Linked DNA regions of Mus musculus: all the other regions are linked to region 3. The links are chromatin contacts, called in public promoter capture Hi-C maps. All regions are on one chromosome and are shown on one strand. The core of a region is the stretch at or near the end of the contact, and the rest is flanking DNA. Distances in the headings are between cores, read along the strand shown. Region 1 overlaps Col5a2 (collagen, type V, alpha 2). Region 2 has its middle 21 kb from the start of Gm23216. Region 3 holds the start of Mettl21e (methyltransferase like 21E).

Evidence for each region. Promoter capture Hi-C pulls out the DNA fragments that hold promoters and counts their contacts.
Region 1: a contact with region 3 is called in a promoter capture Hi-C map of hippocampal neurons, with 8 times the contacts expected there. The contact joins the enhancer-like site here to the promoter of Mettl21e in region 3. A contact is called at or near these places in 5 of 39 promoter capture datasets (the 3T3-L1 cell line, 3T3-L1-derived adipocytes, cranial neural crest and 2 more).
Region 2: a promoter capture Hi-C map of second pharyngeal arch cranial neural crest shows a contact between it and region 3, with 23 times the contacts expected there. The contact joins the enhancer-like site here to the promoter of Mettl21e in region 3. A contact is called at or near these places in 12 of 39 promoter capture datasets (the 3T3-L1 cell line, 3T3-L1-derived adipocytes, the HPC-7 cell line and 6 more), 2 of 484 Hi-C or Micro-C datasets (both in uterus) and 1 of 115 datasets of contacts at active chromatin or transcription factors (fibro-adipogenic progenitors).

The regions. Positions count from the first base shown.
Region 1 is chr1:45,429,029-45,432,278 of GRCm38.p6, forward strand. It overlaps Col5a2 (collagen, type V, alpha 2), which reads right to left. Exons shown (of 54, transcript NM_007737.2): 7 at 870-980. Among named protein-coding and RNA genes, the nearest start is that of Col5a2, 73 kb to the right of the region's middle. Within about 2 kb of position 1,578, at least 16 of the 459 cell types and tissues checked have an H3K27ac peak or open chromatin away from gene starts, as enhancers often do.
Region 2 is chr1:45,662,933-45,666,002 of GRCm38.p6, forward strand. No RefSeq gene overlaps it. Among named protein-coding and RNA genes, the nearest start is that of Gm23216, 21 kb to the right of the region's middle. Within about 2 kb of position 1,384, at least 10 of the 459 cell types and tissues checked have an H3K27ac peak or open chromatin away from gene starts, as enhancers often do. A contact at or near this core is called in fibro-adipogenic progenitors, where this site is marked.
Region 3 is chr1:44,217,408-44,220,671 of GRCm38.p6, forward strand. It overlaps Mettl21e (methyltransferase like 21E), which reads right to left and starts at 1,524. Exons shown (of 5, transcript NM_207281.3): 1 at 1,433-1,524; 2 at 704-823. The coding sequence starts at 749.

The sequences.
Region 1 (3,250 bases), core at 328-2,827, 1.2 Mb after region 3:
GTCTGGGAAACAGCAGGACAGAAATGTATGTTCTTTAGTTCATTGTGTGGACAGTGCCTTGGTCAACCAGAAAAAAACAAACAAACAAAAAAACAAAAAAACCCAAATGTCAGAGACCATCCCATGAGAAAGTGAGCCCTTCACAATCTCCCTAACAGGCCAAATGGCCTTGTGCTAGGAGCTGGTTATCACCCCCTTCCCCCCTATTCCCTTCCTGGAACCTGAGGCTGTAAAAGCTGAATTATAGTCCCCTCTTCCCTATCTCTTCCTGAACTCCCATGACATCCAAGGACATGAGTTACGCCTGAGCCTGGCCTGACACCCAAGGCTGTCAAGGAGGATCTATGTTCCAGAGATAAGATGCAGAGTGCCCTCTGCCTGGCGCCTGACTTCGGCCCCCATGTCAGCAGATGCCCACTTCTTTGTTCTTTGTAAAATTCCCCCTCGACCCCTCCCCTATTCCCCATGATGTATGCTTTAAAAGGAAGGCACCTCAGCATAATAAACGAGACCTTGATAGGTACCATCTTCTTGGTCTCCTGTTTCTCTTTCTCTTCCTCCCATTTCCTTCCAGGTTTGCGTTCCCCCTTGCACCCACAAATAACTGAATCCCGTGGGATGGGATACCCAAAGGTTTGGAATAAAAGCAAATAGTTTGATACAAGCCTTCAGAAAATAACACTTTGTGTTTTTCCAACAATCTATCATGGATTTATCAGTTTCACTGTTGTTCATAGGAGGTCCACATTTACTATACAGGTTTTGGAGTAAGCCATCAACCTCTGAACTGATACAGTCTAATAACATAAGAATGAATTAATGACTTTCATGTAACCTAGTTGTTACACTAACCAGAACACACAACTCACCCTGCTCATGCCATCAGGTCCTGGGTGAGAGGGGTGCCCAGGAGGCCCTGGAGCACCTGGCTGACCAGGCACACCTGGCTCTCCATCAATTCCCTGAGGACCACGAGGACCCTAGAAAAGAAAACCAGCTGTCATTAGAACCATCTTAAAATGTGTCCGTAGAAAGCTAAAAGCAGTTTTAGATAGCAGTCATGATAATTACAAACAGACAATCTAAACACTGTCAGTGTCAACACAGTCCAGCACTTCTGCTATGGAAATGTAGTCTTGGTAAGAATTGTACTTGATGTATGAAATCTTAGAATAATCAGAAAATCACTTCACTTTAGCAGCATTTAGAATGAGCTTTGTTTGGTGAGATTTTGATGCTTATGTGAATTTTAAAAACAGGTTCTAAATTCACTCGTCTGTCTTGTTACAACATGTTATAGTTAACTAGAAAGAGCCTGCTTAACCCGAGTCCACCCTATCTTATCCAAAAGTATAAAAGACCTCAGTAGAGTTTTTTGGTCTATTTCATCTTCCAAAGTACACAAGACTTGCAGAATATCTGGTGCATGGTTGTTCTCCAACATTGTGGATAACATTTGCCCATTTCACTCTTCTATACTTTAAGTCTGGCACATTTTATTTTCCTTCTCACCCAAGTGGTCAACCAGACCAACGAGAATTCAGAGGCAAGGCACTGTGATCCAGCAGAGTCTAGTTCTCAGAGGAGTGATCACTAAGCCATGCTGCCAAGCCCCGCCCTCCTCCTAACCCACATTCTGAGGACAGCTTGGGAAATAGCCAAGTCCTCAAGTCTGAAAAAGCTACATCTCCCAGCTTCATCATTCACATCAGACATGTGAATGTGTGCATGCATGTGTGTGTGTGTGTGTGTCTGTGTGTTAATCTTAAAAGTCTTAATAAGTTCCGATAAGAAAGAGAAGAACACATTAGTCACCAGATAATTTCACTTTTATCACTAAACATGGAGTTTAAGTAAAGTGGTATGCTGCTGTTAAAAAATAACGGAAGCTTCTAATTCTTAGTCAAGAGGGTAGCTCTTCTTGGCCCACAGTTAGGACCAATAATGCAGCAATATTAACAAGCTGAAGCAGCTGGTTAACCATACTTTGCTATATTCAAGAATCCATGTCTTTCAGTATTGGGCCAAAAAAAAAAAAAAAAAGCCATTTATGCCTTTGTATTTAGGTAGAAAAGTCAGTCTAGAAAATTCAAAACTTCTTGAAAAATATTTCTACATTTAAAAAATCAACCTCCTTCTTGCCCCTAAACTACTGGCAATTCGCTAAGCTCTTTCTTTAGGCATGAGCAAGCTGATTCCAGCTTTTGAGTCAGGCTCCTGGATCACACAGTGTGTAGACACCTTTTACCTCTACACCAGAACACTGGAGAAGTACTTGAGCTTATTCATGGTTCTCACTGCCCCCCAATTAAACTATTAAATGATAACTGTTATTATATACAAAAAAGGTAACAAAAATAAAATGTTGGGGCTGGTGAGATGGCTCAGTGGGTAAGAGCACCCAACTGCTCTTCCGAAGGTCCAGAGTTCAAATCCCAGCAACCACATGGTGGCTCACAACCATCTGTAACGAAATCTGACGCCCTCTTCTGGTGTGTCTGAAGACAGCTACAGTGTACTTACATATAATAAATAAAATAAATCTTAAAAAAATAAAATAAAATAAAATGTTAACTCCAAAAACAGTTCCAAAAAACAGAAAAAAAATATTTATTTTTTTATGTGAACCAAAAGAGATCTGGTTAGTTTAACTCTCTAAACTGCTAATGTATTCGTTGGTTAAGATGGATCAGATACCAAGCTGGGTCTGATTTGGACTCTTCTCTAGTCTCCTGGAATCGCCTTTAAATATCCATTGTGTTTTGGTCTAGCACAATTTGAGATTTAAATTAATAAACATTTATGAAATTTTTCTAAAACAAAATGAAATTTAATGAGAATAAGAAAAACATTATGTAGACATTTTGCTGATGAAAATAAAAATAAACTATAATTGGGGATACATTAAAATACATTTCATATTTCCAATTAAAGTTAGTCATATAAATTTTGTGTTGGGGAAGGAAATGTTCTGTGTATCATCATTTTTCTTCCATCCCCCAGAATACTCTCAGGCAGCACTCTGCATAAAAGTACTTGTGGATGGCCACTAGGTGGCAAACTTTAAACGTTCACATGAAGAAAAGCTGCACACTCCACAAGAACTTTGTACCTCCTGCGGGTTAGCAGTTTGATTGCACAAAGTCCTGCACACGTAACCACTCACATGGGTACATTATGGAATGTTACAGCTGCAATAATTGGTGCATGTTTCACTGCACAGGTGACTCCTTAGGTGTCACATGCAATT
Region 2 (3,070 bases), core at 134-2,633, 1.4 Mb after region 3:
TAGCTGAGTAGTACTCCAAGAAATAGGACTCTCTAATTTTTAAGCTTATTATTCTAATTTTCATAGACTAGCAACTGTTATGAAAAATATTCATATAAAAATAATATATATCTAATATTCTGTACAAGTTAAATTGAACAAGTGTCTGGTCTGAACCCAGTTTGTCCCCAGTCTGATCTGTAGAACCAAGGCAAGGATAGCTGTGGAACTTGAACAAAGAACTGTCATTCCAAGGAAAAGTTGTTTCAGAGGATTACCAATAGTCAGGCAGAGCTAGGACAGAGAATATGGCAGGTGTGAGTCATATAGGAGGTTGTGAGATCAGGCTTCTTCTATCACATGCCTATTTAATGAAGGAATGACACATATTGAGATAAAATTATAAAATTTTATAATATTTCTTTTGTTATATTTATATCTGTGTTATTACCAGAAAACCCCAAGTGATCATAATTAGATCACAATAATTTTTAAAGTTTAGCTTTATGTATTAGGACCTTGGAAAGAATAGGAGGACTAAGAAATCTCACTTTTAGTTATAAGTAAGCTTTGCGGGTGGAAATTACCAGCCTACATGTATAGTGAATAAGATAGACTACTACTGTGGGGAGAAAATGTATCCCAAGAATGTTATCCAATATTTGAAAGCTTGGAATAGACAAAAATGGACATTAGACAGCAATCAAATCCTGGGAGAATGAGAGGTGGCTGGTCCAAGTAGAAGCCAAGGTGATATCCTGAGCCAGAAATGTTGGATATAGACCGAGGATCAGGAGGCAATTTGGAATGATATATATCTGAAGTGAGGGAGAGCAGAGCTTTCATTCAAATATGTACCCCCTAGTTTAGTAGTTTTAAAATGGAAAAAAAAATTGCTAAACTCATAGTATTGTATAAAATAGTATTTTTTCTTCCGCCTTTGTTTTTAGTCCATGTTGAATTAGAAGTTAAACCAATTTAAAATCTGGAATTTTGTTTAAAAATTAAAACACTGAAATTTATCATCTTTCTAAAAAATGTTTTAAACATCTCTTTCAGCCAAGTTGCTTAATATCAGAAGTTGATTGGAACTGCATATGTTCCTCCACGCTCTGTTGATTGTAGGATGAAAACAGGAACCCTTGGGAATATCTGTGAGTCACAAATGTAGACAACTTTCCAAAGCTGTTTTCTTGCTAGGATGGAGAGTTCTAATCTTACATTGGCAGGCTTTGCTACATGCAAGGTACAGTGTTTACTTTGATTCTTTCTCAGCTGTTCTTTGTGCTCTTGGATCACCAAGTTTTGATATTTGGAGCAGGAACATATTAGAGAAATACTGTAAATGAAAATTGGGATTCCAATGTGTGCTTCTTTCGTGCACATTTTTATCTCACTGTGAAGAAAGGGAATTGGAGCATAGCCACAACCCTGGAACATTCCCTGCAAGTCTGAACTCTTACACTGCTAGTAATTGGCAGTGAATACTTTCCTTCAATTAAAACGAGGTGTTAAGATACATTTAAAATTTAGTCCAGAGGTCCTTCTGGCTTGCACCTATATCCTGGAGCAGAGCCTGTGCTCTGAATTCTCTCTCACTCAGCCCACACTCATTCACAGCTTGACCTCTAAGGTGTTCTGACATATCCAGGATGATGGGTGAGACAGCAAAACCCGCCCCAATACCTGGGGTAACCAGGATCCCTGGGACCCAGGGACTCAAGTACCCTGCCCAACCAGAGATGCATTCAACTTCCAGCTTCCACCTGGGCCTGAAGCAGAGCCTGTGTTCTGGATCCCCATCCACTCAGAAGACAGGCAGATGTCCTCAAGGACACATCTAGGATCACAAGATCACAGGCTCTCAGGAGAGACAGACTTAATTCAGAGACATCAAGGCCAGTTAATACCAGAGACAACCAGATGGTAAAAGGCAAGCACAAGAAAATCAGCAACAGAAAACAATACTACTTGACAACATCAGAACCCAATTCTTCTACCACATCAAGCCCAGGATACCCCAACATACCTAAAAAGCAAAATTCAGATCTAAATTCTCATCTCATGAAGAAAATAGAGGACTTCAAAAGTGACATAAATAACTCCTTTAAAGAAATATAGGAGAACACAGATAAAGATGTAGAAGCCCTTAAAGAGGAAACACATGAATCCCTTAAAGAAATACAGAAAAATACAAACAGGTGAAGTAATTGAACAAAACTATCCAGGATCTAAAATTGGAAATAAAAAGATTAAAGAAAACACAAAAGGAGACAAGCTGGAGATAGAAAACCTAGGAAAGAGAACAAGAGTCATAGATGTAAGCATCACCAACAAAATACTAGAAACAGAAAAGAGAATCTCAGGTGTAGAAGATACCACAGAAGATATTGACACAACAGTCAAAGAAAATACAAAATGCAAAAATCTCCTAACTCAAATCAGTCAAGGAGTCCAGGACACAATGAAAAGACCAAACCTAAGAGTAATAGGTATAGAAGAGAGTGAAGATTCCCAATGAAAAGGGCCAGTAAATATCTTCAACAAAATTATAGAAGAAAACGTCCCTAACATAAAGAAAGAGTTGCCCATAAACATACAAGAATCCTACAGAACACCAAACAGATGAGATGAGAAAAGAAATTCCTCACATAACATAATGATTAAAAGACCAAATGCAAAGAACAAAGAAATAATATTAAAAGCAGTAAGGGAAAAAGGTGAAGTAACATATAAAGGCAGACCTCTCAGAATTACACCAGACTACTCAACAGATACTCTAAAAGCCAGAAGATCTTGGGCAGATGTCATACAGACCCTAAGAGAACAAAAATGCCAGCCTGGGCTACTATACCTGGCAAAACTATCAGTTACCATAGATGGATAAAGCAAAGTATTCCAAGAGAAAAACCAAATTTAAACAATATCTTTCCACTAATCTAGCACTACAGAGGATAATAGCAGGAAAGCTCCAACACAAGAAGGGAAACTACACCCAAGAAAAAGCAAAAAATTAATCTTCTCACAGCAAAACCCAAAAGAAGAGAGGCACACAAACATAATTCCACCTCTAACAACAAAAATAACAGAA
Region 3 (3,264 bases), core at 274-2,773:
GAAAACGTCTACAGTTAGTATAGATCTTATCTAAGAGGGACAGAAAGAAAATAGAAGATAATTTTATATGTACTAAACTAGTACATAAAAGTTAGCACTTTTATATCAATGATGATCATTATATGTAGTAACCTATGCAAAGCCATACTTTATATGCAAGACTTTAAAAATGGTGGTCCACTTGCAAATACTCAAATTTCAATTCTTAATTCTAGAAGCCAAATTATGTCACATATTTTTGCCTTTAATCAACAGTCAAAAAGCCAATAAATACTTGTTGGAGGTATTTTGTAGCCTAAATTCATCTTTCATCCAAACATCATTAAAATATACAGTTTGTGTATAGAACTATTTTGATCTCTCACTCAAACTTCTTAAAAATAATCACAATAATTTATTTGGTGTATTGCATTTGTTTTAAAATGTTCATTTTTGGAGATCAAAGAAAAACTCTAAAGTCCTCTTATTATGTCTTTCATAGATTAATTTATTATTTTCAGCCAAAATTATACCTATTATATCATCAGGATCATTGATGTTTGACATTATTCATTGAGTTAGTAACCGCAAGCAAAAATACAATTAATAAGCCCTGCTTACCTTTAAGGCTAATGAAGACTGCAAAAGAAAGGGTTTTTATAGTCTATTAATGGTTTGTCTACCCATGATTGTTCAAATTACAAGAAGAAAGAAAATTATTTACCTTTGTAGGTCTCTTTGTGAGTAATGTGAGTTACTGTGAGGTCCATCAAATGTCGAATTAATGAATAGCAATATGTTGATATTTTCTTGATTGTGTGTTGAACAATAAGCAAATGGTACACTAAAATATCAAATGCCAGTAGTTAATTCAAAATCTGTAGTAAGCATAACTATATTTACTTAATAATTTAGCTTCTTATATAGCTGAGAAAATCATAGTAAAATATTACCAAATTAGAATCTCAACTAATTTACCTACCAGGTGGTGGTTTAGGTACCTTCTATCTTTATGTGTCCACAGCACCCAGGCAAAGGTCTACAGAAAGCTCAAATACTGTACACCACTCAGAGTAGGTAATTGGAATTATCTTAAATAAACTGTTAGTCTCTGAAAACAACAATTAGATATTTCTGCTTCTCAATTTGACTTCACATGACAACCCCACTACTTCCATAATAATATAAAACTTTCTTCCAAAGATCCCATGTACCTTTCCCAATAAACAAATTTTCTTTGTAGTATGCCTCTGTAAGTTAGAAACCAAGCTATTTCCCTACAGTTTATACACTATAAAACCTAAAGTTACATAATACCATCAAAGTCATAGAGCTTCAAGAATAGCAAGACATTTTCCTCCAAGTTTTCCATTTCTCCTATTAAAGGAAGCAGTCTTTATTATACCTGTCTTCCTAGAGATGAGTATTTGGTCAATATTAAGGCTGGACATACCTAAAAGTGTTAGCTGAGTTTATAGAAGGTAAAAGAGTATCATCCACAGCTTGTGATCTGCTGCTGTAGTCTCTGGTAGTGCTTGCAAGGCTGACCCCTGAGCTTGTAGTTCTCTACTGTATACCCTGGCAACAAACCCAAGCAGAAAGGATTAGCATCTGACAGCTGCAGTTTCTCTGCCTCTGGTTGCACAACAGTGACATTGTGAAGCCTGAAGCAAAGATTGAAGAACAGTAAGAATGTTCCATGACTGCCTGGGAACACAACTAGAGCTTTTAAATATACACCACTCCTGCAGTGAGAACATAGACTACTTAGACGAAGCAAACTCAGTTTTCTATTCTGATGCCAAAAGTTATTTTAAGACTCTGTGGCTATGATGTCCTATGAAATAGACACCATATGGTTTTCATGTCATCTATCTGGGTGTCAACATGGTTTTTAGAATCTAACAACTACACCAGTATGTGAGTAGCATTATTCTCTACCCAAGAATCAAATAACCACAATTCCTTCTCACTGGGGCTGAACAAACAGAGTAAGATATGGTTCACTGAGCATCTACAAACCAGCACATAGGTATACATCTCAGGGCATACACATATTCCATTTCTCTGATAATGCTAGCCTTAATGCTGCAGGAGGAATCAAAGCTAAGAAGACTGCACACTCAGGCGTGTGAGTACAACTTCAAGAAATACTTTTATACCATGACATACACAGAGCTAAGCATCACGAAGCTAAGTATTCATTAGTCATATCAGTAACTGCTTATGATTTGGAGCTATTACCTACTATATTTCTTACCTTTCTTCATTATAAAACAGGATTATAAAAATCACAGAAGATGTACTTGGGGAATACATATTATAGGTAAAACATTCCTGGAATCGCAAAACTATACAGAATGTATACTGCTATGTAAAGCCAGTTAATTTTTGTCAGAGGACAACCTACACTTTTGACTGTTTAAAACACAAATGAATAGTGACTTGATAAACAAAAATTATATACCTCATCTCATGGAGTTATTTGGAAGATCACAAAATCTCCAATGGTAGATTTACACGATGCAGAACTCCCAAGTCAATATTATATTAACCAACATGACAATAATTATTTGTCACACTGAAGAGTACATGGAGACTTGTGCCCCTCTGGTTGTGCCTTACAGAAGGCTTACGTGTCTATTAGGAAAGCAAATGTTAAACACATACACAGATACATACACATACATACATACATACACATACACTTCTGCTTCATGATATCACAGCACTACCAAAGCAGTCAAAAATTCTAGGAATTACTGATTACTGATTACTTGTTGCTGCAGTTTGGATGTGTGATGTTACTGTTTGGTTGATGTCCCTGGGAGGCCTGTTCTTGTCTGAGGGGAGGTAGAGTAGGAGTAGATCTACAGAAGAAGGTAGGAGTGAGAGACTAGAGGAAGGTAAGAGAGGGGAAACTCCAGCAAGGCTGTAATTTATGGAAGAATAATAGAAGTTGATAGAAAGGAAGGAAGGAGAAGAGAGGAGAGGAGAGGAGAGGAGAGGAGAGGAAAAAAGAAAAGGAAAGAAAAGAGAAGAAAAGAAAAAGAAAGAGAGGAAAAGAAAAGGAAAGAAAAGAAAAGGAAAGAAAAGAAAAGGAAAGGAAAGAAAAGAAAATTAAAGTGGTGGGTCGCCATTGGAGAGGTTGGTGAGATGGATCTTGAAGTTTACATCACAATTTAACTGCAGCTTTCTCATTAGCCCAGATGTAAATCTTTACCACCAGGCCTACCCCACCATGATAGACTCTATCTCCTCAAAATCTGAAAGCAAATCCTTTCT